Regions from separate parts of the Zea mays genome. Here region 1 is linked to region 2. Evidence: chromatin contacts called from public Hi-C data. All regions are on one chromosome and are shown on one strand. Each heading gives the region's core, a stretch centred on a gene start, on an enhancer-like site or on the middle of the called end of the contact. The rest is flanking DNA. Distances are from core to core; before and after follow the strand shown.

The links. A called contact is a pair of places that touch in the nucleus more often than the background predicts.
Region 1: a contact with region 2 is called in a Hi-C map of root tip, with 4 times the contacts expected there. The contact joins the promoter of LOC100191442 here to the promoter of LOC100276878 in region 2. A contact is called at or near these places in 8 of 25 Hi-C or Micro-C datasets (bundle sheath, ear, leaf and 3 more).

What each region holds. Positions count from the first base shown.
Region 1 is chr3:127,617,350-127,620,380 of Zm-B73-REFERENCE-NAM-5.0, forward strand. It overlaps LOC100191442, which reads left to right and starts at 1,649. Exons shown (of 4, transcript NM_001349642.1): 1 at 1,649-2,005. The coding sequence starts at 1,724.
Region 2 is chr3:127,383,516-127,386,541 of Zm-B73-REFERENCE-NAM-5.0, forward strand. LOC100276878 reads left to right here and starts at 1,471. Exons shown (of 1, transcript NM_001320293.1): 1 at 1,471-2,575. The coding sequence starts at 1,735. The coding sequence ends at 2,460.

The DNA of each region.
Region 1 (3,031 bases), core at 399-2,898, 230 kb after region 2:
TTAGTTGTATAGTAGTGCTTTTCTTTGTAGTTTAGCTTTTATAACATATTTGCCTTGCATATCATCATGTATCCTATAACATTTGAGCTTCGTGTGTATATTTGTTAGAATGTGTTTATGCCCTTTATGGTATGTTCAATGTGTACGTGATGATGCTTTGGCTAGATTAGGCTCATTTTGTTCATAATGATACAATCTTGTTGAACTATTTTTCCAAATTAAGAATGTTTCTAATACTTTACTAAATATGTAATATTGTTCACTGTTGAGATTGTCAACTAGCATGTGTAGGATGTGTTGAAACCCTTTTTGCTTCCACTAGTATGCTAAGTTGCTATGTCTCATGCTTTGAGTCATGTACTATATTGATCAAAGTAATATTGTGCTAAAATTTGATTCTAGATAAGTGAAAACAAAAGATTGACATGAGTTTGCATTTGTCACCATGTCACCGTATTGGGAATGCTTCTCCTTACACACTTAGAAGACTTGGACAATATAGTGGATGATCGAAGCCAGTGTCTTCAGGTTATGATTATGTTTTTGTAAAGGTTACACCCGGTTGAAATTTTTTACCTAACAATGCCTTCCAATCACTCGCACACACATGCTTTGTCTAAGTCTTATGTCACCCTGCAAACTTTAATAATTTAATTAAAATTTGATCTAACACAAATTTGATCTAACTCTTATGATGTCAGTAGAACAAAATGATCATCTGCAATTAGGGGACGTATGCACAGGGGGACAAAGTAGACCATACCACCATCGATTTTTTAAAACCTCTTATTCCTAATGTTCATTTACTCTTAAATATAGGGGAATAAATAAAGTTTTAAAGTTTTGGGTCGACCAAACCAACCTCGTCCTAGGCCCGCCTCATTCTTCTCGAAGTCATCGGAGCCAGTTCGCCCTAATGCTCTTTTCCTAGCGCTGCTCCCTGCTACCCCTCTCCGACACGCGACGCCGCCCGTCCCCTTCCCGAAGCCTTGCCTCGTTTGTTGTCGTCGCGATGGGCCTATTCTCATTCGACGTGACAATGCGAACCGTCCGCGACGACCGACAAGTTTAGTGAGTCAACGAGTCCTGGCTCTCTACCGGAGAGACCGCTTGACCCCGCCCCCTCTCAGCGTCCCTGTCCTTCGAGGAGATCGACATTCGATAAGTTACATATGACTTCAATTTGATTACCAAGAACTTAACAATATATTTGCTTCTTTCATTCATATAGTTTCTCTTATTTAAACTTATATCGTCTATTGATATAAAACATAAATTCTATACAACACTAGTTTACTAGTTTTTTCCGGTCTTGTTTTATTTTATCACGTTTTCTTTTTGGACACAATGATTTTTGTCCTGCTTCCGCCATTGTCCGCAATCAAACCCTGCACACAATTTTCACCTTTGCATAGCTGATTTCACCGTGATGACAATTGACAGTGGTCGCCGGTCGCGCTCAGTGGTCGCCGGTCGCTTCGGTTGGCCGCCGGCCGGTGCACCCGCACCCGCACCACACCGCACCGCACCCATACGATACGGCACGAGGCGGCGACCCGGACAGGACGGACGCGAAAATCAGCTGCCGTGGAGGTGCGGGCACGAACGCGGGCCCCACCCAACACGACGCCGTACCGCTATTCCCTTTCCCTCTGACTAGTCACTAGCCGACCGCGCGGGAAGCGGTCCGGTTCACGACTTCACGCCGCTGGCTCCCCTCGCCATGGCCGGGGACCGCGGCCGCGGGGCCGCGGAGAGGGTGGATGCTGCCGTGGGGGCGGTGGGATCCGGTGGCTGGGAGTTCCGGAACGCGTACAGGCGCCAGCTGCTGGCTCTGTCGCGGCGGATCCGGCTCCTCGGCCCCTTCGCCGAGGAGCTGCGGGAGGCACGCCGGGGGTCCGCGGAGCAGGAGGAGCAGGAGCGGGCGCTGGCGCCTCTCGCCGACGCGCTGGAGGAGGCACTCGACCTGCTCCAGCTCGGCCGCGACGGCAGCAGGATATTCCTGGTACCGCTCTCGCCTTTTCTAGTCCCTCATCTGTGCTGTACTCGCCTACTCGGTACTCCTGACGCTTGGCTGCCCGTGCGAGTAAATATTAACTTTTAGCTTTTAGTGTTATCTCTTTTTTTAACATTAAAACTGCACGCTTAAGCTTTACTCGCTTTTTGTCAAGTGTATGCAGATCTAAATATGTGAATCAAAATCCTGATTCTGACCTTCCTGTCCTTCCTATTCCGTGTTACCGTAGCAGCTACCTTGTCTTGCATCGCGAATACTTTGCTGTGGATGTTATTTCAATGAGAAAATATGTATTGTTGAGGTTAGCTTTAGCTGCGTTCCGTTTCGGTATTGAAGTTGTTCCTGCTCTTGGATTGAGCTGGTGTTTTGATTATTCAGATTGGCATTTTGTCTCTTTTAATTGCATTCTGGGGATCACTCATCGTTTTAATTAATTGAGGATGATTTCGTTCAGCGATTTGATCATTCCCTGCTTCTGTGGCCTAGTTTGCTAGGCTTAGCACACAGTTTTCCTATTATCAGCTTGGTCTTATGGTCAAATTTTTGATCTTTTATTTGTCAGCAATTCGTATTGTTTGGTTTGGTCAATTCATTAAGAATCTGAGATTAAGTGACAAACTTGTCGTCTTCAAATGTTTTGACCTTTGCTAGCTCGAGGTGAACATGTCAAAGAATTCCAGGGTAGGTGTAGGTCTTACTTTCTTGTTTATATGAGATACACACGTGGACTGATTCCTCCTGTTGTTCTGGTAAATTTTGGTTGGTAGTTAGCTTGCTGAAATCTAGAGATGTTATCTTAAATCCTTCATTCTATGATTCATCTGTCATTACTAGTTCCTTTCACCAATGAATGTAGTTACCCAAGTGGAAAACACTAGGCTCTTGTTAAATTGGGAATTCTGGGACTGGTTACTGATCATATTACCATATCCTATTTTTAAGTATATAGTTTTAGGGTCTTAGTGAATAGTAGTCATACTCCTGAATTTTTTGTTTAGTCCAATCTAGGATCTT
Region 2 (3,026 bases), core at 221-2,720:
CCCCAGATCTGGGCGCGGTGCAGGTACGGTATGTATGTCTAGTTACAGCCTGCAGCTGCAGAAACCAGGATGTGATACGGCGAGTCGTTCTGAATTCTGATTGATGAAGCCGGGTCATGTGGGCTGTGTGAGGCTACTCCTACAGGCATCAGATTGCTGGGCACTGGGAATCTGCCACAGTACAGTACAGTACAGTACAGTGATCCTCTGCGACAGGAACAGAGGAGGAAGAAAAAGAAAAGAAAAAAAAGTTATATGATTGGTTAGGGTGTCTCTAATAACGTCCTATATATCAATATTTTATATCTAAAAGATTTCATTCTCTATGGCTCTAATTGGTTGCGTGGTCAAGCGTATCCTCGCTCATTTGAGCTTGGTCCACTGGAACCGGTATCCATACTGCGTACCCACGCATGCAGTATTTTGACCTATACTGCACGGGCGGATGCAGCCCTGGCCTTCGCGTAAGCAGGTAACCAAACAGTGCCCGTCACCGCATAGGGAGAGTCCGGATGCGCGCGTCCAGGTAACCAATCATGCAGTATATATCCTTCCTCTCCAACAACGTCCTCTAAATCACGTCCTCTATACGCAAATATCTATATTAGAGATATTTTTTTATTTTTTGTACATATGTATTTGTCGTACTCTTAAATATGTTGTACATATTTTAGTTTTGCTAAACCGGTTATTTAAAGTATTTAAATGGATGAATGACTGTTTAGAGGAACTCTATATATAGAGAATACAACAACATTTTCTAAATTTAGAGGACGTTGCTGAATAGCGTAGAACACCGTTTAATCCTCTAAATTTAGGGTAGAGGAGCCTTTAGCGGTCCTTGCTAGAGCCAGCCTTAGGCTGTCTTCAGCAGCGTCCCCTAAATTCCATCCCTAAAGGAATATTCTCTGTCCTTTACAGAACACTCTAAAAGATTTTATCCTCTATATTTTCTTCATCTCCAGCAACGTCCTCTATATTTAGTCCTCTATATCTACAGTATTATCAAACTTCGAATTTTGCATTGTGTTTCACCTATAAAAAAATAATTTCATAAGACATCATGTTATGTATAGTGGTGATCGTACATGTCTGGTAGCATGTACCCATCACATTTAGTACAGTTGTAATCGTTTTTTAGTATAAGAAGGACACAAGTACACTGACATTGATGCAGATGTCAGCTATAGAGGACGCTTCTTCGTCCGCTACGTTTAGATAATTCTTGGCGAGCTCTAAATTTTACAGTCTCCTTTAGCGATCCTTGTTGGAGGCATTGCACACGGTTGCATCTGCTAAATTTAACGTAGAGAACGCTTTACAGATCCTTGCTGGAGTCGGCCTTAAATTTGAAAAGGTTTAGTTTTCTTAAGAATTGATATGTCTAATATTCTTTGAAGGAAAAAACTATGTTCATATAATAAGGTCTCCAGAAGCCATCCTATCTTATTTTATATTTTACTCAGTAAACAATACTCGGGTGTACAGTGTTTTATACGACCGATCTGGTAAAAATGTGGAGACGAAGTGAGGAACCTTCCGCGCGCGCCCTCTCTCTCCCCCTTAACTGCTCTGACCAACCCCCACCTTGTTCCAGCTACCCTGTTCCCTCTTCGTCTCTTCTTGACGCCTTCAAGCTCCTACTCTCCGAGCAAACCTCTCCCTCTGCCCCTCCGCAGCAGAGCACGAATAGAATAGCACAGTCGGCGACCAGAGGACCAGCCACTGTCGGCAATGGCGGAGCCCAAGGCGTCAAAGAGCAGGTCCAAGTCCAAGTCCAAGAGCAGCCACGACGGGGCGGCGTCGAACAAGTCCAAGGCCGCGCCCGCGCCGGCGCCGGGAACCCTGGACGCGCACTTCACGCCGTGCGCGGACGTCAAGGGCCTCCGCTTCGGCGCGCAGCTCGTGACGCGGGCGCTCACCGTGCGCCGCGCATCGCCGCTGGAGCTCCCGCACCTCCTCCGCGCCTCCCCCTCCCCCGCCGCCGCCCCCGCCGCGGCGGACCCGCTGTCGTTCGCGCCCACGACGACGGCCTACATCCCGACCAGCTTCGCCATCCTGGCGCACCACGCGTGGCACACCCTGACCCTGGGCCTGGGCACCAGGAACTCCAAGGCCGCCGTGTTCGTGTTCGAGTCCGCCGCCATGAAGGCCGCGGCGGACGCCGCGTGGCCGGGCGTGGTCCCGCTCGGCGACGTCGGGCGCCGCCTCCTCCGCGCCGCGCCGGGGGCGCCCGAGATGGCGCGCTTCAAGTTCCGCAAGGGCTGCCTCACCTTCTACGTGTACGCCGTCCGCGCCGCCGGCGCGCGCGGGTTCGCGCGCGCCGACGAGCTCCGCGCCGTCGTCGAGGCCGTCGCCCGCCTCAAGGACTTCCTCGACCACACCGCCATGCTCGCGCTGCCGGGACAGAGGAGCATCGACGTCGCCGCCGCCGCCGCGCAGGTGGGCGTCGTGCATTGACGGCTTGTGACGAACTGTGAATAATTTCTTTGTGTTTTTTCCTCGTGGTTGTGTGCGTTGGTTTTCTGAATGCGGCAGTTTCGTTTTGGATTGAGATCCGTGTTTGTTGTGCGATTCATTGGTTCTCCGGTGTGAAATTGTTCATTATTAGCATTAGATTAGAAGAAGCCAGGCAGATTTCACTTCTAAGTCCTAGTTTAGGAACTCCATTTTTTTCATGTGATTTTTATTTTTCCAAGGGAATATAAAATAATTTCCTTAATGAAATTCCCTTGATAAATTGTAGTTCCTAAACTAGGCCTAAAACTATGTCTAAAAGATCATAGTTAGCCATTTGTTTTTTTTTCTCTTCATTCAGAGAGTGAAGTGACAAGACAAGCTGCAAATGTGATCATCGTCCACACTGAGCTGAACAAACTCAACTCCTAGCCATGGGAACGGGAATCTGATTCTAGCTTATGACAGCCTTGGAGCCTTGATGCCTAACACTAGTGATCAATCATGACGACGCATAATGCTGGCCCCAAACAAGTACTGACGGGCTGACGCATCGACGCCGTGCGGCT